Linked DNA regions of Mus musculus: regions 2, 3, 4, 5, 6 and 7 are each linked to region 1. A link is a contact called in public ChIA-PET, HiChIP or PLAC-seq and promoter capture Hi-C data. All regions are on one chromosome and are shown on one strand. The core of a region is the stretch at or near the end of the contact, and the rest is flanking DNA. Distances in the headings are between cores, read along the strand shown. Region 1 holds the start of Mief1 (mitochondrial elongation factor 1). Region 2 overlaps Tnrc6b (trinucleotide repeat containing 6b). Region 3 holds the start of Sun2 (Sad1 and UNC84 domain containing 2). Region 4 holds the start of Dnal4 (dynein, axonemal, light chain 4). Region 5 holds the start of Fam83f (family with sequence similarity 83, member F). Region 6 holds the start of Nptxr (neuronal pentraxin receptor). Region 7 overlaps Grap2 (GRB2-related adaptor protein 2).

Evidence for each region. Promoter capture Hi-C pulls out the DNA fragments that hold promoters and counts their contacts. ChIA-PET counts read pairs in DNA pulled down with a chosen protein or histone mark. HiChIP or PLAC-seq counts read pairs in DNA pulled down with a chosen protein or histone mark.
Region 2: an RNA polymerase II ChIA-PET map of effector CD8 T cells shows a contact between it and region 1, with 6 read pairs. The contact joins the enhancer-like site here to the promoter of Mief1 in region 1. A contact is called at or near these places in 1 of 39 promoter capture datasets (embryonic stem cells), 4 of 115 datasets of contacts at active chromatin or transcription factors (acute myeloid leukemia, bone marrow-derived macrophages, effector CD8 T cells and 1 more) and 1 of 9 other capture datasets (adipose tissue).
Region 3: a promoter capture Hi-C map of pre-B cells shows a contact between it and region 1, with 5 times the contacts expected there. The contact joins the promoter of Sun2 here to the promoter of Mief1 in region 1. A contact is called at or near these places in 13 of 39 promoter capture datasets (the 3T3-L1 cell line, 3T3-L1-derived adipocytes, embryonic stem cells and 8 more), 4 of 484 Hi-C or Micro-C datasets (embryonic stem cells and palatal mesenchyme) and 6 of 115 datasets of contacts at active chromatin or transcription factors (T-cell acute lymphoblastic leukemia, astrocytes, embryonic forebrain and 3 more).
Region 4: a contact with region 1 is called in an HNF4G HiChIP or PLAC-seq map of pancreatic cancer cells. The contact joins the promoter of Dnal4 here to the promoter of Mief1 in region 1. A contact is called at or near these places in 7 of 39 promoter capture datasets (the 3T3-L1 cell line, 3T3-L1-derived adipocytes, frontonasal cranial neural crest and 3 more), 1 of 484 Hi-C or Micro-C datasets (embryonic stem cells), 4 of 115 datasets of contacts at active chromatin or transcription factors (acute myeloid leukemia, astrocytes, pancreatic cancer cells and 1 more) and 2 of 9 other capture datasets (liver and pancreatic islet).
Region 5: a contact with region 1 is called in a FOXA1 HiChIP or PLAC-seq map of pancreatic cancer cells. The contact joins the promoter of Fam83f here to the promoter of Mief1 in region 1. A contact is called at or near these places in 4 of 39 promoter capture datasets (the SN4741 cell line, cranial neural crest, embryonic stem cells and 1 more), 1 of 15 datasets of contacts at CTCF or cohesin (large pre-B cells), 1 of 484 Hi-C or Micro-C datasets (bone marrow-derived macrophages), 11 of 115 datasets of contacts at active chromatin or transcription factors (T-cell acute lymphoblastic leukemia, bone marrow-derived macrophages, embryonic basal ganglia and 7 more) and 2 of 9 other capture datasets (adipose tissue and liver).
Region 6: an H3K27ac HiChIP or PLAC-seq map of epiblast stem cells shows a contact between it and region 1, with 3 times the contacts expected there. The contact joins the promoter of Nptxr here to the promoter of Mief1 in region 1. A contact is called at or near these places in 1 of 39 promoter capture datasets (3T3-L1-derived adipocytes), 3 of 115 datasets of contacts at active chromatin or transcription factors (embryonic hindbrain, epiblast stem cells and large pre-B cells) and 2 of 9 other capture datasets (liver and pancreatic islet).
Region 7: a contact with region 1 is called in an H3K4me3 HiChIP or PLAC-seq map of bone marrow-derived macrophages, with 5 times the contacts expected there. The contact joins the enhancer-like site here to the promoter of Mief1 in region 1. A contact is called at or near these places in 1 of 484 Hi-C or Micro-C datasets (pre-B cells), 7 of 115 datasets of contacts at active chromatin or transcription factors (acute myeloid leukemia, bone marrow-derived macrophages, effector CD8 T cells and 4 more) and 2 of 9 other capture datasets (liver and pancreatic islet).

What each region holds. Positions count from the first base shown.
Region 1 is chr15:80,232,791-80,235,392 of GRCm38.p6, forward strand. It overlaps Mief1 (mitochondrial elongation factor 1), which reads left to right and starts at 1,290. Exons shown (of 6, transcript NM_178719.5): 1 at 1,290-1,391.
Region 2 is chr15:80,741,750-80,744,351 of GRCm38.p6, forward strand. All of the region lies in intron 1 of Tnrc6b (trinucleotide repeat containing 6b), which reads left to right. Among named protein-coding and RNA genes, the nearest start is that of Tnrc6b, 32 kb to the left of the region's middle. Within about 2 kb of position 1,317, at least 108 of the 459 cell types and tissues checked have an H3K27ac peak or open chromatin away from gene starts, as enhancers often do. A contact at or near this core is called in acute myeloid leukemia, adipose tissue, effector CD8 T cells and 1 more, where this site is marked.
Region 3 is chr15:79,741,249-79,743,850 of GRCm38.p6, forward strand. Sun2 (Sad1 and UNC84 domain containing 2) reads right to left here and starts at 1,288. Exons shown (of 18, transcript NM_001205345.1): 1 at 1,091-1,288. It overlaps Gm16576 (predicted gene 16576), which reads left to right and starts at 1,450. Exons shown (of 4, transcript NR_045069.1): 1 at 1,450-1,663; 2 at 1,835-1,982.
Region 4 is chr15:79,773,186-79,775,787 of GRCm38.p6, forward strand. Dnal4 (dynein, axonemal, light chain 4) reads right to left here and starts at 1,282. Exons shown (of 4, transcript NM_017470.2): 1 at 1,174-1,282. It overlaps Gm30977 (a long non-coding RNA gene), which reads left to right and starts at 1,343. Exons shown (of 4, transcript XR_875488.3): 1 at 1,343-1,601.
Region 5 is chr15:80,670,522-80,673,123 of GRCm38.p6, forward strand. Fam83f (family with sequence similarity 83, member F) reads left to right here and starts at 1,326. Exons shown (of 5, transcript NM_145986.2): 1 at 1,326-1,866. The coding sequence starts at 1,396.
Region 6 is chr15:79,803,396-79,805,997 of GRCm38.p6, forward strand. Nptxr (neuronal pentraxin receptor) reads right to left here and starts at 1,314. Exons shown (of 5, transcript NM_030689.4): 1 at 580-1,314. The coding sequence starts at 1,188. All of the region lies in intron 5 of Npcd (neuronal pentraxin chromo domain), which reads right to left.
Region 7 is chr15:80,637,965-80,640,566 of GRCm38.p6, forward strand. It overlaps Grap2 (GRB2-related adaptor protein 2), which reads left to right. Exons shown (of 8, transcript NM_001289442.1): 4 at 481-600. Among named protein-coding and RNA genes, the nearest start is that of Mir6957, 6.8 kb to the right of the region's middle. Within about 2 kb of position 1,282, at least 80 of the 459 cell types and tissues checked have an H3K27ac peak or open chromatin away from gene starts, as enhancers often do. A contact at or near this core is called in acute myeloid leukemia, bone marrow-derived macrophages, effector CD8 T cells and 1 more, where this site is marked.

The sequences.
Region 1 (2,602 bases), core at 40-2,539:
AAAGCGGGCTGAGCAAGCCAGGGGAGGCAAGCTAGTACAGAACATCCCTCCATGGCCTCTGCATCAGCTCCTGCTCCCTGACCTGCTTGAGTTCCAGTCCTGACTTCCTTGGTGATGAACAGCAGTATGGAAGTGTAAGCCAAATAAACCCTTTCCTCCCCAACTTGCTTCTTGGTCATGATGTTTGTGCAGGAATAGAAACCCTGACTAAGACACAGTCCATCCATTCACCAGTGAAATGCCTACTGTACCTGAACCTGTGCCCTGGGTAAATGAATGTTCCCCTTGAGCTGCAATTCCTATAAGGTCCTGTTTCCTTATGATGTGAGTTGATAGTTATGTCCAGTCCTGTACCCAGTCCAGAGGATCCCAGATTGCCCATGCTCTGTGAAACCTGGCTGAACCCTGAGGTTTGCATCAGTGTCTCGGCTGGCTGGTCTCTGGTCTCCAAAACACCACAGATATGTGGGGGCTGGAAGACACTTTAATGTTTAGCCCCCATTATACTGGGAGCATGGGGCAGGAGTGGGGTGAGTGTGGGAAGGTTAGTGAATCTGGAAAAGGTAATCCTGACATCCGAGACTCTGTGTGTGAGTGGGTAATCCTAAGGTCTCCCCCAGAGGGTCTCCTTGTCCTTTACGAGTGGAAAACTCGTCTACTTAGGAGACTGTCCCGAGGGATAGGTTACCCGGTCTTCTAGCTGGAAATTTCACAAACTAGATTTATTTGGGTCACAAACTTCTTTCTTTAAAAAGCAAAGTAGGGCGGCCTAAAAGAATGGAAAGCCACACACTTTGGAGGAATACTGAGCTTGGACCCACTGTGAGCCTCTGCAGGGCTCAGCTTTCAGTGCAAATGACCCTGCCTCCCTCGGCCTCGATTTTCCCAAGTGTAACACTGGAATGCTGAAGTCTACCAAACAGAGAGGTTGGGTTGGACAAAATGCAGTGTGTCAAGTAATCAATTCAGTGTGGTCAGAGCCTCTCGCAGGCCAGACGTAGGCAGCAGGTGGAGGGCGACGACTTGCGGCTCCTCCCTTAAGCCACACCCAGCCAGCACTGAGTTTACACAGAGACTGCACAGTAACGCTTTCGGAGGAGGGGCCGTGGAGCTAGGTAACGTCACCTAGGAGGCGGGGCTGCGTCTGTGGGCGGGGCCCCACGACGGGCAGCGCTGGACTAAGTTCCGGGCTCCGCCTCCGGAGGGAGGCTACGGAGGGGCCGACCGGAAGTGCTTCCGCCTCCGCCCGCCTCCGCGCTCCCTGTCGCGTCTCCGTCGGCCCCGCGAGCGAGGTCGTGCCCCGGAAGTAGAGGGGCCATGTTGATGGGTGACCCGGAGAGAGGTACTGGGCGAGTGGCGAGTCCTGAGGAAAGGTAGCGCGTGGTCCGCGGGTGAGTGAGGGAGCGAATGAGGGCGGCCGGGGATCGCCCGTTTGAGCTCGGGCCAGTTTGGGGGCTACCGGCTCCCACCGGGGCCTCCAAGCTTCGCCCCGCCCCGCCTCAAGACCCGGTTGCCTCAAGCCACAGAGCCAGCCTGGCCCCGGGGTCTGCGTTCCCGTCCTCTGGGCGTTGTACCCCGATCGGAGCCCGTAGTCAGTCACTCAGCGACCTCGTTCCAGCCCCTGCGTGACGTTCTCCTTCCAGCCCTCCGTTGTTTTTCTGCATCTTTTGCATCCCGGAAGACCCTCAGGGCCAAAGGGGAGCTGTTCTGCAGTTGAGGAAAAAGGGACAGCGGTGGCTTGCCCCGGTTCGCGCTGGAAGTTAGCAAGGTCAGAGGCTACTGCTTCTGTCTTGGAGCCCAAAGTTCAGATCATTTTTTGTTTTTCATCCAGGAACTCCCTTCACCCCTGAAACACATACAGGCTCATACAACAACTGTTTCTTCCTCATAGGGTTATGGGGAGGATTCCTCCTTCCAGCCTAGTTTTGAGGTTGGTGAGCCCTGGGCCCTGTGCTGGCAAAGTTTGCTGAACGCCCTGAAGTGCACACATGTAAGACACCCCCCCCCCCCGCCCCCACCTCATTCCAGCGAGTTAGGGTCTGGATTGTTTTGGTGAGTGGGCAAATCACTTCCTTTTGGGAATGATGTCACATACTTGGCACACATCTTTCATCTCAGCTCTCAGGAGGCAGAGACAGGAGGATTTCAGAGTTTGAGGGCAGCCTGCTTTACAGAGTGAGTTCTAGGACAGCCAGAGCTCCGTAGAGAGGCCCTGCATCAGGAAACCAAATTAAACAAAAGCAAAAGAAAGCAAAAACAGAAAGAATAAAAAGAAAGAAAGAAAGAAAGAAAGAAGAGATAGAGTGATGTCTCTGTGGTTAAGAGCACTGGCTGCTTTTCAGAGGACCCAGGCTCAATTTCCAGCACTTCTGTGGTGGCTCACAACTGTATATATTATAACTCCAGTCTAAGGATATGACAGTGTTACACTCTCAAGGCAAACTGGCATGTAGACAAACATGCAGGCAAATACCCATACAGAAAAAAGTAAAAAAGTAATTAAAACAATAAGGCCAATCAGCGTGATGCTGCTTATATGGTGGTACCAGGATCCAGATATAAATCCTGGTCTTTAACTACTCTAGGCCACACTGTCTGGTAG
Region 2 (2,602 bases), core at 67-2,566, 510 kb after region 1:
TGTGTATTTGGTGAGATTTTTTTTCATGGTTATTTGCCTCGTTATCATCCATATCAATGTCCAGTTCACTGGTTTATCTCAGAGGCAGTGTACATTTAACAACTTGCCAACAATTGGGCACGGTGGCATATACCCATAATCCAGGTACTCCAGAGTCTGAGACAGGAGGATCACAATGAGTTAGAGGCCAATATGGGCTATGTGAGACCTGCCTCTCAAAAAACAAAAAACAAAACCAAGGGAACAGGATGTAGCCCAGCTGGTAGATTGCTTACATATCCTGAACAAAGTGCACACACAGAGCCTTGTATGATGTGGCTCTTGCTGTAATCTCAGCATTGGAAAGCAAATGACAAGAGAATGATGTGACTTTGAAGGTCAGCCTGGTGCATGCAGCAAACCTTGCCTCAAGGAACTCAAATAAACAGAATTAATGATGAGGGTGAGCACAGTTGCTTGTGTTTAGGTTGTCAGAAGGCAGTCCTGTTTTCTCAAGCCCTTTGCTTAAGAATTGACCAACTGTCCTGGAGGTAGCCTAGAACACATACAATTGAACAAACAGGCTTAGTAGCCCAAGGTGGGATACCTGTTTTTCTCATCATTCCTGCTTGAGACTGTCCCCTACACCAAGCAGTCTTTCCGGATTTTCCCAGATAGTAGAGTAAAACTGAGGTTTTAAAGCCAGAGTTTTATAGCCAGGTGTGGGAGGCAGAGGCAGGTGGATCTTTGTGGGTCTAGAACAGCTTGTTTTACATAGCAGGTTCTAGGCTTCTTCTGTACCAGTCCCAAGGTGCCCTCTACTACTGTAAGTTCCATGGGGATAGCATGCTGCCCTGATATACTATAGGGGTTTTTTTTGTTTTTTTTGTTTTTTGTTTGTTTGTTTTTAAAGAGATGTGTGAGTAGAATCCTTACATGAGTTAAGTCAGAATATTGTATTGAGTTGAGTTTATTTTTCCTTAAAAATGTGTGTCGATCACATAAGGATTTATTGAGAATGTCTCTTGGGCAGACTCTGTATTTAATAATACTAATGAAGTATTAAGTGATCCCTCTGATGCAGACTCTCTTAGTTACTGTCCTATTGCTGTGAAGAGACACCAACCACAACCAAGGCTGACAAAATAAAGCATTTAGGTGGGGCTTGCTTACAGATTCAGAAGTTTGTCCCATTGTCATCATGTCAAGGAGCATGGTGGCACACAGGCAGACGTGGTGCTGGAAAAGTAACTGAGAGGTCTACCTACATCCTGATCTAGAGGCATGGACCTGACTGCGACCTTTGAAACTTCAAAGCCCGCCTGTCTCCAGGTGACACATCTACAAGGCCACACCTTCTAATCTTTCTCAAGCAATGCCACTCCCTGATGACTAAGCATTCAGATCTATGAGCCTATGGGGACATTCTTATTGAAAGTGTAACACATGCCAGACCTCAGAGAGCTTATAAGCAGTAGTCCACACAGAAGGAAGCCTGGGGAGGAGTGCATGTACAGTTTACTAGCTCAGAAGGAGGACACATTGAGATTGCCTGTGAGGTAAGATGGTGTCAGGGATTTCACAGAAAAGATTGCCTAACCTGCGTCTGTCTTCAAGTTGAGAAGTTTGGCCTGTGGGTACTTCTAAGAGGAAATAGCTTGCACAAAGGCACATGAAACCACTGTGGGTGCTCTAGGGAAATTGAATACAGTGTAGCTTTGTAAGATAAAACAGGAGAACTCAGCAGGTACTAGGCCAGGTATAGCATGGAGTAGAGATTATATTTTCTTACTCAAGAGTTTGTACTTTCTAAATATCATTCTTATGTTAAAGGTAGTGGGTATTGAGGCTAAGAAAACCAAATTCTAAAAACTAGTGAAACTAGTTAAAATGGATGAAGTCAAAGTCGGTGGCAGCAGACATATGTAAGAAGAACACACTGATTAGAATTGATAGGCTTTGGTGCTAGGAAGGAGCTGATGATGTCAGATTTCTGATCTGAGGGGGTGATGTTGTTTCGGATGAGGTAGAGGGGAAACACCTGTTGGGGACAGGATGTTTGAGTTGTAGTTGCACTGAGTCTTAGGCACCGGTGGCACAGGAGGTAGCAAAGGCTGTTGGCGTAGGCAGCAATGCATCTGATTCTGGCTGGTAAGAACGCTCAGCACTGGCTTTGGGGATCGTCAGCACAGAGGTGGTAGTTACATTTGTGAACAAAAGATAGGGACATTGGAACTACAAATGCAAGCTGCGTTAGGAAGTTGAGGCAGGAAGACCACAAATTCAAGGCCAGCCTAGATTATATAGTGACACCCTCACTCAAATTAAAAGAAAAAAACTTCCAGGACAGCCAGGGCTACACAGAAAAACTCTTGTTTCGGAAAACAAAAACAAAAATGAAGTCCTGGGTTCAGTCCCCAGCAACTGGGAGGTTAGAAGCAAGAGGATCAGAAACTGAAGGTCCCTGATGGAGAGCAGGCCAGACTGAGTCATGCGAAACCCTATCTCAGAAAATAAACCAAGCAAATATGTAGTTACAGAAATGTGTGCTGTTGCCTTTTGCTGTTGTTTTGGTGGTTTTATTTGGCTGTTTTTTGTTTGTTGCTTGTACAATGTTGGAGTA
Region 3 (2,602 bases), core at 38-2,537, 490 kb before region 1:
TGGGCTAACTGGCATCTTCCCAGGTGGGATGCCCATCTGGCATCTCTCACTCTCTTCGACTGGTGTTGGTAAAGGGACCAAGTGGTAGTAGCCAAAGCAGGAAGTTGCCTTGGTCCTGGGTTGTATTCCAGTCCTTATAAGGTAGTTCCCCCCATGACTGCCACCCCCACCTGACAGCTCCAGATGCCCATATGCTCCACCTCTTAACCCCTGCCCCGCTGTAGCACATGAAGCCTTTGCCAGGGGGGAAAAGAGTGTAACATGTTTATACAGTGCCCACGCCGCTGTTGCAAGAATCTAAACGTTCTGAGTAGGTGGAGAGGTGGGGCACCGAACACTGCCCCGTGTGCCACCTCCCAGCACTCCCAGAGCGGTGTGGACCTTATCTTTATCTTTCATATTCATCCTGTTGTCACAAAATAGTTTGCCACAGCGGCCATCCAGATTACACAAGATGACAAAGGTCTACCGTGGGGAGCCGCTGAGATAGACACTCCTCCATCCCGCCATTAGTTACAAAACCCTCAAATAAAACATACTTTCCTACTGCAGAGCCTTGGTCCCGAAGATTCCCCTATCCTGGGGAATATTATACGTGACATTTCCACTCCATTTCCCCTGGGACACAAAAAAGTGCTCCAGGCGCTCACCCTCTGTCCTGGCTCTAAGTCACACCCCGGAGCGCGCTGGCTTTGTTTTGTTTTGGTTGGGTTTGGCTGTTTTGGAACTGAGCTAAAAGGGCCCTCCCCCGTACCCCATAACTGTGACAGGCAGCGGTGGCGCAGGCTGAGAACTTCCAGTGCCAGGACTCGGCCTGTGGCACAGCCCTGGTCCGGTTTGGGGCGGCTGGGTCTTGGCTGCCCTCCTCCCCGGAGGCTGCTGGGGAAGTCCCGCCTGGGGACAGCGCCCTCCCCGTGACCGCGATGCGTCAGGGCGCCGGCCCGCGAGTGTCCCGGGGCGTGCGTCGCGCAGGGGCTGGAGTGGCCCGGCCTGGCCGGACAGGGAGGCGCAGGCCCGCGCTTTGGCCGGACGGCGACCCGGGTCAGGCGGGCGCGGGGCCGTGGGGAGGCGGGCCCAATCCCTTCTTTACCTTGCGTGGTTCTTCCCGCGTCGGAGTCCCCCGGGCGGCGCCGCGCACTGGGCCGGGCCGGGCCCGGGGCTGGGGCTGAAACGCGCGCGGAGCGGAGACGCGGGACGGCGCGGGGTCGGTGAGCGGACAATGCGGCCGGCAGAGGACCGCGCTGCGCGAGTGGGGCAGGGCGGTGCGCGCGTGGCCGAGTGTGTATGTGTGCGCCTGTCAATCAACGCTGACAGCCCACAAGTCATTGGCCGGGCCCAGCCGGCCCGCCCCGCCCTCTGCCGCCGCCCATTGGTTGATTTGAACACAAAGGCTCCGGCTCGGCCCGCCCTCCGCGTGGGCCCTGTAGTCCGCGCGTGGGAGGCGGGGGCGAGTACGACCTCCAGGCTGTGGGACCCGAGCGTTCCCTCGCGCATCCGTGCCCACGCGCGCGCGGCGCCGGAGCTCTAAAGGCTTTAGGTGCGGGAGCACACAGGGTGTCATGAAATTGGCCCCAGGATAGGGTCCTGACGCGGCCCCGCGCGGGTGGTTTGGACGCTTACCAGCGTCAGCCGTGTCTGCCCATTTTAAAGACGAGGGAAACAGGTCCGTGGAAGTTTTTTTTGTTTCTTATAAAGAACCCACCCAGAGGGGAAGTTGAGTCTAGAAGATTAATACTATTTAATTTTAAGGTTGAATTTTAAATTCCAAGGTGGGCAGGATACCCATCTTCCCGCACCACCTATTTTTGTTGTTGTTTTTGTTTTTCCAAGACAGGATTTTACTGTCACGGAGATCCACCTACCCCTCTGCCTCCCAGGTGCTGAGATAAGAGTGCACCACCATGTCCAGTCAGAAACCCCAAGTTTGACAGCAGCTTTTCTGTTTTAAAGAAGGCTCCATCCACAGCTGGTTGCAAGAGAAGGTAGGGCTGGCAACACGGTTCTCCTACTTTCCTCCCCCTGGGATGAGTTCCTGACTCCACGGACCTGTCCCCTCCCACCACCACCCCATCTCTCTCTCTCTCTCTCTCTCTCTCTCAAACACACACACACCCCGCCCCCAGAAGATAAAGGAGTGCGACTGGGGATAAACCACTTCTGTTCAATATCTTCTAAGGATGATGAGATCCGGTGTCCTTCACTTTAAAATGCCAAGGGGGTGGGGGGAACTGGGACAAGAAAGACAGTGGTGGTTCACGCCTTTAATCCCAGCACTGGGGAGGCAGAGGCAGGCAGATTTCTGAGTTTGAGGCCAGCCTGGTCTACAGAGTGAGTTCCAGGACAGCCAGGGCTATACAGAGAAAGCCTGTCTCGAAAAGAAAAAAAAAAAAAAAAAAAAAAGCTGGTATCCAAAGGCAGTAGGAAACTGAGGAAATACACACACCCTCATTTTGGATTGGTTCCACTGCCAAATAAAACCAGATCCCCTTTCTAGACCTCCATTGTCCCATCTGGAAATGAGATGCTGTCTACCCTTACAGTATCTTTGGACAATTATGCTAACTATCTTCTTCTTCTTCTCCTTTTCCTTCTTCTTTTTTTA
Region 4 (2,602 bases), core at 32-2,531, 460 kb before region 1:
AATTCCTAGCCACAGGGGAAGAGCAGAGCCAGACAGCAGGCCTGAGGTTCATCTGCAGACAGTGGCTACTGAGTGGGATACTGCGCAGGAAAGCACTGGGCTCTTCCCAGGAGGGAAAGTGTGAGGTCATAACAGACAAAAAGAAGAAATTAGGGGGTGGAGGTCAGTTTATAAAGTGCTTGCTACAAAAGTATGAAGACCAGAGTTTTCTATCCCAGCACCCGTGTAAAGGGCTGGGTGAGGCGGCCATGCCTGTGAGCCCAGCATTGGAGAGGCAGCTGAGAGGATGGATCCTTGGAAGCTCATTAGCCATGAAGCCCAGTGGTGAGCTCCTGGCATCAAAGAGGGAGACCCTGTCTCAGACAATAAGGTGGAGAGTGATTGTGAAAGACACCGAATGTTGACTTCCAGCCTCCACATGTAACTGCACACACAGGAACGCACATACACACAGAAAAAAGACAAGTGAGCAAGTACCGTCTACACTGGACTGGACCCTTTGTACTTCATTTGCCAAAGGAGATGAACTTCAGACTATTGGCTTTATAGATGCACTGACTGGTGCCCAGAGAGATCTTAGGTAGTTCTTACCAATGGGAATCCAACTTAAGTTTGCCAAATTCTTTGCATTACATAAAAGGTTAGGAGAACACACATCCTAAGGGGCGTTGACAGTTAAGTCCCACAACATCATGCTAGGACGTCAGAGTCCAAAAGGCCTTTGCGACCATTCAACCCAATTTCGACTTTATAGATGGGAAGACTGAGTGCCCCCCGTCGGGCAATAGTCAGCCTAGAATCCCAGAGTATCGCCAAATCTCCAAACCAAGTGATCTGGGACGAGGCGATTTAGACCACCAGTCAGCAGCGAGGTGGTGCGGGGACAAAGTGCAGTGGGAGTCAAAACAGGGAGGATGCGAGGGCATGGAGCTAAACAGGACCCAAGATGAGTGAGGAGGAGCGGCCTGCAAAGTGGTGCTGGTGCGCAATGTCACTGCCAAGCTCCGTGGTCTCCTACGTGGGACAAGGGGAGGTCCTGGGCCGGGAACCGCGGGCTGGGGACCTAGGTGGGGCCTAGCGTTGGGCCAGGCCTTGTCCGCCCCGCGCATCCTCCCGCCCTCCCTCAGGGCCAGCCCTCCCCGCCGCGCTGCCCTCCGCACTCCGCGCCCTCACCTGCTCCCGCGGGGGCCGGAGCCGAGGCCACAGCCAGCGCACCCCCGCCAGGGTTGTCAAGGAGCGAGCCAGAGTGTCTTAGCAACCATCACGGAAGTCCCGTCCCGTCACCGGACGTTGACAGCAATATCACTTATTATTGGTGTAGAGAAGTGCCAATTAATTCCGAAGGGGCCTAGGAGGCCGGAGCTTACGCGAGGGGCGTGGCTTAAAGACCGAGGAGGTGGGGCTTCGCTCATAGTCGTCTTAAGCCTGCCGGAGCAGCTGCGGACAGGCAGAAGTAGTCTTTGTAGAGGAACAAACTTCTTAAAGCTGTATTGCCCTGGGAGTTTTCGACATCGAAAATGACAAATGCAGTTTGTTGGTGTCGTGACGCTGATCTGCTATTTTACGACGACCGCAGGAGCCTGATAACCACCAGAACTTAGGTAGTGTTTTAGTCCTTTACAGTGAGTGACTGTCTCATTGATTCGCAACACAGTGCTTACTGTTAACAGCATCCGTGATCCCGTCTGGGCCAATGTGTAGAACTAGAGAGACTGAAGGAAAGAATCAAGGCATAACCTCAGAGAAGGAATCCAGATCTTTCCCTTGTGCAAACCCTCCAGGGTTGCTTTGTCCCAGGGGCTGGGAGACACCTGTACCATCAGATGCAGTTGTCTGGAACCTGCTTCTGATTCTTGGAAAGAAATGACCAAAGAGTGTTAGAGCCTCTTGCTGAGGGGAAGGTGAAGAAGAAGAATGGATCAGTGGAATGCCCCATAATCTAAACATTTATTCTATGCGTATCATGCAATCATTAATGAAGCCCCACTAGCTGGTGATTCTGCGGAAGGCACAGTTCAGAAGGTATAGAGCCATGAGAAGAAATGGAATCGTTTCCGCGTGCTTCTATAGCAGAGACTGGCAGGGTACTGGCTCTTTTTAAGTGGGACAACGAGGCGGGAAGAGCCCAAGATGACCAGAATGCTAATGGGAGCGGGACAGCGGTAGCTCCAAGAGGCCTGGGTGCAGGGTCAACGTAGTAGGAGTGCAGGGTCAACATAGTAGGTCAAGTAGAGGGGAAGACAAAGAAAGAAGCAGGGCAGAAGAAAGAGAGGTTTGAAACACAAGTGGCCCCTGGTGTGAGGTGAGATAGAGTCATTGGTTGCTGGAGAGCTTTGGGGAGAGTGGTAACAAGGTCTGATCTGGGACAGTGGATTAACCTAGCTTGAGTGTACAGACCCAGAACACACACATTGGGCTTGGTTTGAGACTTGGCAGCAGGAATTCAGCTCAGCACACGACAGTTCCTAGCTAGCCTCCCTGGAAAGTTCTGACTGTCTGTGGCGAATCTTACTCAGCCTTCAAATTTCCTTAATCCTCTTTTCCAACTTTCTCCAGGAGATGAAGGGCAGCCTTTGAGGGGGATGACGCTCTCACTTCTGTC
Region 5 (2,602 bases), core at 76-2,575, 440 kb after region 1:
AGTGAGAGAGAGAGAGAGAAGGAAGGAGTGAGAGAGAGATAGAAGGAAGGAGAGAGAGAGAGGGAGAGAGAGAGAGAGAGAGATGCCTATTGACTCCTTCATACACACCCCTAATAACCCCAATAACCTCTGTTTCTTTATAAGAACAAGCAAAGGAGGCCACATGTTGGGAAAGGACCTCCCTCACCGCAGAGAGCATAGCAGTTCCTTTGCTTAGCCGCTCCTTTCTCGGGAGATATAGAAAAGCATTTATTTCTAGGCCTCAATTTCCTCGTTTGTGAAATGAGGGGGTTGGACTCATTTCTAAAGCTCCTTCCAGCTCCAAGTCGCTGTGCTACAAAATGAGAGAAATGTGAACCTTTGGTTGCTATGATCTGAAAATATTTTGAATGTGGAGAATCAAAATTGTACAGCAGCACACGAACAAAATAATATGTTAATGACTAAGAAGATTGTATTTAATCCAATGGGAAACAGCAGATCCTCTGGTGGTGATGGTGGTGGTGTGCACGCGCGTGTCTGTGCTCAGCTTCCTTCCTTGGGCTCAAACATGTATTTTGAATCGCTAATATAGTAATCAGGCCTCTGGCAGCCTATCAGGCCCAAACACACGCACACACCACTTCAAATTAAAATGAGGGGCAAATCCACTGCCTCCTGCTTACATCTTTGCTATTTGGGTGATTCTTTTAGGAGAAAAAAATTTTGTAGTGACGGTGTTGGTGTTGAATTGACAGCCCCTGGAGGCCTCTGATCTCAGAACTGGGACGCGTGGGCGGGAGAACTAGGGATTTCATTAGCATCTTTGCTTTCCCACACAGACTGCCCCCTACACAGTCCGACGATCTAGCCCAACAGCACACACACTTGGACCCTGAAGGCCGGAGTGGGTCAGGATGCTACTAAATTCCGCAGGCGTCCGGACTAGAACACGTGCTCTGGGCCCTGCCTGCGGGAAGATGAGGCTGTACCCGCGGGGCTGAGTCCCGAGGGTGCTGGAGGCGTAAAGGGGTCAGGTCGCCGACCTTCCCTGCACTGATGGGTCGCAGCTGGGAGGCGGGCGTGACTCAAAGGCCGCACGTGCCTCTGACCACAGCCGGGCTTTCACTTCCACGCCGACACTCTGCACCCCAGCCGGGCTAAGTAGGCCAGAGACGCAGGGCGTCGGCTGAGCCGCCCGTGAGGTCCCCGCAAGCCCTGCAGAGGCGGCGGTCCCTCTCCGCCCGACGGCCGCGCCCGCACCGGGGCCCGCGCCGATTGGCCGACTGGCGATCGCTGGGCGGGCCGAGGCGGACCTCGCGGCCAGGTGAGGCGCCCCGCCCCTCGAGCGCTCCAGGTGCGGCGGTGGGGACAGCAGGGTCCGAGCCTGGGGCCCCGGGACAGGGCTGGGGCGCCATGGCCGAGTCCCAACTGAGCTGCCTGGACGAGGCGCACGTGAACGAGAGGGTGACCGAGGCACATGCAGCTTTCTACTACTGCGAGAGGCGGCGGGCCGCGCTGGAGGCGCTGCTGGGTGGAGGCGAGCAGGCCTACCGCGAACTGGTCAAGAAGGAGCGGCTGCGGGACTTCCTCTCCAGCCAGGAGCGCCAGGCCCTCTGCGCCGCCTGGAGCCCCTACGAGGAGGCAGTCTCCAGCACCCGTGCCAAGGCTAAGGCCAAGGCCAAGGTCCCGGCCCAGCCCACTGAGTCCCTGGCCTACTGGCCAGACCGCTCGGACACCGAAGTGCCCCCACTGGACCTGGGGTGGACAGACACCAACTTCTACCGCGGTGTGAGCCGAGTCACGCTCTTCACCCACCCGCCCAAAGAAGAGAAGGCACCGCACCTGAAGCAGGTGGTCAGGCAGATGATCCAGCAGGCCCAGAAGGTAGGCCTCGGGCCCCAGTCCTGCACCAGAGGGACCCCCCACACACACACACACTCCCCTGCCTGGTCTCACTTGCGGGCCACTCTCACCATCCTCTGGGAAATGGACCCCCGCTGGCGCTCACCTTGTGCAGCTGTGATGAGACCTTTTGAAAGATGGATGTGTAAGTTCGTGGCAAAGCACTGGTTTTTCTTACTACAGTGTCTAGGTGCGCTAGCCTTGTGTTGGTATACCTCTGTCACCATCCATCTTCCTTGGGCAGTGTGACAGTTGTGAGGCCCTGTGCTAAACTAGCCACTCAAAGGGCTTGATCATGAACTATCACCAGGGATTTATTTACAAGGCGTATCCTCGGCCGTTTCCCTATTTGATCTTCACAATCGCATGAAGTTGGTAATAGCCTCCCTTCCCCTCTGGGCCAGATGAGCTTTTCTTAGGAGCCTTTCTCCCCCAAACAACCCGACTTTCCCATTATCATCCTCTCCTGGGCTTGGCACTAGAGCCCAAGCAGGCTCAAATGAATGAGGAACGCTATTTTAAGCTCTAGCAGTGGCTTGGCCCAGTGTTGGGTGCTCCCACAAAGCACTGGACCAAGCTCAGGAAGAGGCTCCTACTTTGCCCATCTGCTCTGCTTGGGTGTTGAGAGATGTTTCCAAGGAGCCTGGTTAGAATACCAGTTGGACAGCTGGCTGTGGGGTAGGTGAAAGACTAATCTTTTCCTCTGTGCCCTTGGGTA
Region 6 (2,602 bases), core at 64-2,563, 430 kb before region 1:
ACCATAGGCATAATCAGTCAATGCCTTAGCATCACACACAAACCCGAGAAGGGTCCCTACTCCCCGGGGACTCCTTGTATCTGACCTGGAAAAGGAGGCGGAGGGAGCTAAGTACACCCCTATTGAGGAGTCATCCGCTGATTTACCCCAAGAGTTCAGAGCTTCAGGTACATAAAGCTGGGCGTGGCCCGGGGATGAGAGGTGATGCAGGCGTGCAGGTTGGTGCTAATGAGGCACTCTTGGGCTTGCCAAGACAGCTAACGGTACTCCTAAAGGTAGTGAGTACGGGGTGGGAGCTGCTCTAGGTTCCCGAGGAGAGCATCTAAGGAGACCATGTGCCAAACATCCCCACACCTGCATCTCAATCAATTTTCACTACAAGTGGACGCCGTTCTCCCATTCTCGTGCCCCGATCACCGTGCCAGGTTCCCACCGGCGATTCGGACCAGAACACTTCCATGGTGCCTGCCAGGGGCATGCTTCAGGTGACCCGACCGCAGCTCCAGGGACCCGGGACCCCCGCGCCGCAGGCTGAGCAGGGCCCCTCCACCCCGTGTCCCCCGACGGCGCACCACTCACCTCGATGCGCTCGATGCGGTCTCGCAGCGCGCGCACCGCGTCCTCCAGCTCCAGCAGCAGCGCAGGTGAGTCCCAGGCGCCGTCGGCCATGGTGTCGCGGCGGGGCCCGGCGTCCTGGAGGCCGCGCGGCAGGCCGCTCTCACAGCGGCCCAGCTTGCCGGTGAGCTCGCGGATGGTGTCCCGGTCTGCGCGGATGCGCGCCTCCTGCTGCAGCGCCGTCTGGCGCAGCTGCTCCGCGGTGCTCTGCAGCAGCAACAGCTCTGCGCGCTCGCCTGCCGCGTCCCCCTGCTCGGCCCCCGACGGGCAGGCGGCGGCCAGCGGCGTACAGAGGAAGCGACTGAGCAGCGGCACGGGCGGCGGCGGGAAGACGCTGGCCGCGGGCTCCCCGGGCAACACCGAGGGCCCGGCCGAGCCGCCTGCGCTGTGCAGGGCGCTCAGGCTGCGCTGCGGACCCGAGCCACCGGCGGCCGAGGCGGCCGAGGCGTTGTCGGTGCCGCCGGGCAGCGCGCGAGCGGGGCTGGCCGCCAGGGGCACGCTGGCGATGATGCAGATGACGGCACCGAGGAACGCCAGCATGCCCGCGGCCAGCAGCACGGCCAGGAACTTCAGCGTGAGGCGCGGAGGGGGCGCGCGAGGCCCCCGGCAGGCGCGGCGGCGGGGGTCGGGGCGCAGGGCCCGGGAGCGCGGGAGCCGGAACGGGAGCCGGAGTGGGAGCCGGAGCTGTCGCCGCGGCCGCTACTGCCGCCGCTCTGAGCCCGCGCGGCGGGAGGAGGAGGAGAAGGCGGGCGCGGCGGCCCCGCCCCACTCGCTCCCCCGGGGCCGGCCGAAGCCCAGCCCCGCACCCGTTCCGTGCCGGGAGCCCGACTGCGTGCGCCACGCCCAGGGCTTCATCTCACTCAGAAGGAGGTGACTGGATGGCTACGTGGCGGCTGGGTTCTAAGGCGACCCTGCGTCCTGGCCTCTGGTCCTCTCCGGGTCCTCCCGCCCCCCGGAATGCCCATAGCTGTGTCCCTGCGGGGCTCTGGCCTCAGCACGCTGCAGCCTCGGTTGCAGTTAACACCAGTCTGAACACGTTCAAGATACAAATGAGGAAACTGAGGGCCCTGGGCTCAGCGTGATGCCGGCTCCGTTGTAGTTAAGCCTCAGCCTGAACATGCTCCTGATAACAAAGAGGAAACTGAGACCCTCTGAAACTGAGGCCAAGTGGCAGCCCAAGGTCACAGCTAGAATGCATTTGAAGCAGCATTGAGGTGAGCCACATCTGCCTGGACAGGACTACTAAGGTGAAAGCTAGCGATCAAAGAGACAGCAGTCGAGGGTGAGGAGGCCTAATCTGTTTCTGCTGTGGTCACCTGAGTGTCACCTGCTACCTCCTCTTTCCAGAAGAGCAGGTTCGCTCTGCTCCAAGCACCCCATCTGAGCCCTTAGGTCTGCAAGCATCAAAGTTGCCAGAGGATAATCCCCTAGCTCGCTGCAGCCTCTGTCAGAATGGCAGGTGGGATGCAAGCTGGTGGGCGCCAAGACCAGGCAGGAGTGGGCTATGTGTGTAGGTTTTACTTTATCGTGCCTAAAATGCCTCTATATATATTCTGTTGAAAATTAACTTTGCAATGAAAAACGTTAAAAATCTTCCCACCCTTTCCAGTCCGGCTTCAGCCCTGCTGTTCTGCAGGCTGTCTCTGCCTGGGATGGATTCCTGAGCTGGAAGAACCCCTGGAGGCCATGAAGGTTCACGCTGCAGCCTGGTAATGGCTCACTAAGTCCTGAGCCAAGTCTTGACCATCTCAAAAGTCTCTGACTCCCCACAGCTACCAACGTGGACATGACTGGGGACCAGGACCTTTCTGAGGAGGCAGCAACCTCCAGAATCCTGGGGGACCTTGCCTGGTCACTGGCACCCCATTGGAGGTCCATGAGCATCCGTTCTGACTCCCTTCATTTTCCAGGCTGGGGGTTATGTCACCTCTGCTCACCCACACCCTAGAGTCAGGGATTGTTGTCCAGATATGCTAGTGAGAGGCAC
Region 7 (2,602 bases), core at 32-2,531, 410 kb after region 1:
GTAGGATGGCTCAGCAGGTAAGAGCATTGACTGCTCTTCCGAAGGTCCTGAGTTCAAATCCCAGGAACCACATGGTGGCTCACAACCATCCATAATGAGATCTGACACCCTCTTCTGGTGCATCTGAAGACAGTGATAGTGTACTTATTTATTATAATAAATAAATCTTTGGGCTGGAGCAAGAAGGGACTAAGTGAACGGGGCCAAGACTGGAGTAAGTGGGGTTGTCCGGAGCAAGCAGAGGTCCTAAATTCAATTCCCAACAACCAGATGAAGGCTCACAACCATCTATACTGCTATGGTGTGTACTCTTATACATTAAATAAATAAATAAATAAATAAATCTTTAGAATGCATGCCCCAAACCCTGACTCACCGTCCCTGGCCTCCTCCCTCAAGTCACCTCTTTTCCATGTCCCTTCTCCCTCCGCACCACCATCACGTGTCTCAAAGAACTCTTTTTACCCTGTCTTGCAATAGGTGGTTCCATGAAGGCCTCTCTCGACATCAAGCAGAAAACTTACTCATGGGCAAGGACATTGGATTCTTCATCATCAGGGCCAGCCAGAGTTCCCCAGGAGACTTCTCCATCTCTGTCAGGTACTGACAACTAAACCCGCCTTGATCCTTCTCAGCCTGCTGAAGCCAGATCAGCCACTGGTCAGAAACATGGTGGCATCTCTTTAACTACTGGACTATTTCTTCCCCAGAACATGTCTCCTCAGCTCCTCCACATCCTGATTTCTGTTCAAAATGACCTGTGTAGTGGTCATACATATCTTTAATTCCAGCATTCAAGAGGCAGAGCCAAGGCTGATCTCTGTAAGTTCAAGGCTGGCCTGGTTTACATAGTGAATTCCAGGATAGCCAAGGCTACATATTAAGAACAAGTTGAAGAGAAAAAAAGAAACAAGTGTGTATTTATCTGTTTCCCTGTCCTGCCCAAATATTTTCAGAAAGCAAGTTGATATGTTTTGTATGTGTGCTCTGGACAGCGCCAGACACAAGAAGCATCTATGGAAGTAGGAGAGGAAGAAGGAAAGGACCTCCCACTTGGCTATCTCTTAACCTTGTCTGTTTCTGTCAGTAGATGGCTGAAGAAAGGCCAGAGGAGAGCAGAAATCCCACGCTGCTGCTGGACCCAGAGCGAGGCTGCTTTCCCCCAGCAGGGTCACGGCAAAGCCAAAGCCAAATCGAAAAGAGCAGAACAGAGATGAGGGAGGCCCCCGGTGAGGGGGATCAGAGAGAACTTTGACACCGTAACCCTTGCACCGCTGCACCTTACAGGAAGTGACTCAGTCCAGGCAAGGATGTGACACAGACCTAAGCTGAGAAACCCCAGCTCTGCGGGCAGTGTGTGTGGTCAGCATGTCAAAGACTGCAAGTCAGAGACTTGACCACGTAATGCAAGAAATGCAGCTCTTAGCAGAGGAGGCCAGAGCCTACACAGAACTCACACCCCTGCCCGGTGAATTGACAGGCAATGCTACCCCGCCTTAGTTGATAGGTTTCTAAAGGTGTGAGGCTTTATTGCTTCTATTGAGAATCTAATCTCTGGTGATAAACTGGCTGCTTTGTTTAGAGAGAGAGAGGAACTTTTAAAGCATAGGCAGGAAGGACTAATGGGCCAGTTGTCTCTAGGCTTGTTCACCTCAGAGTGTACTTAATGTCACAACCTTGTCACATTGTCTCCTTAATGTCATCAACTTTGACATCTTGCTAAAACAAAAAGAATATATATATATATATATATATATATATATATATTGTATGTGTGTAAGTGAATGTGTGTGTGTGTGTGTGTGTGTGTGTGTGTGTGTGTGTGTGTGTGTGACATATGTGGTAGCTGGGGCACATATTTGCACATGTGGAGGTCAGAAGATATATTTAAGGAATTGAGGCTCTCCTTCTACCACATGGGTCCCCGAGACTGAACTTGGGGAATCAAGCTTGGTGGACGACACCTTTACCCACTGTCTCAGTCACTGATCTGTTGTTGTGAAAAGATACCACAACCAGGCAACTCTCATTAACAAAAGCATGTCATTGGGGGGTGGCTTCCAGTTTCAGAGTGAGTCCATTATCATGACAGGAAGCCTGGCAGCGAGCAGGCAGACATGGTGCTGGAGAAGTAGTTGAGAGCTACATCCTGCTCTGTGGGCCAAGAGAGAGAAAGAGGTGGAGAAGAAGGAAGGAGAGGCACCCCAAGTGGCACACTTCCTCCAACAAGACCACACCTCTTAATCCTTTCAAGTAGTGCCATTCACTGGTGACTAAGCATTTAAATACATGAGCCTATGGGGACCATTCTTATTCAAACCATCACACCCACAGAGACTTGTCACTAGGTCTATGCTCCTAATTCTCCTTAACTAAAATTTCATATGTCGGGCAGTCCTAAATATTAGCTCAAGCCAATATTAATATCCCAAAGTCTAAACTCCTTGGATCTTCATTAGAGAAAATTTGGTCTATAAATAAGCCAACCAACCCTATTTTTTTTTGGTAAAATTTTGTGTGTATGGATTTTGCATGTATGTCTGCATACCGTGTATATGAAGTGCATGTGGAAGGCAGAAGGGGGCGATTGATTTCCTGAAAC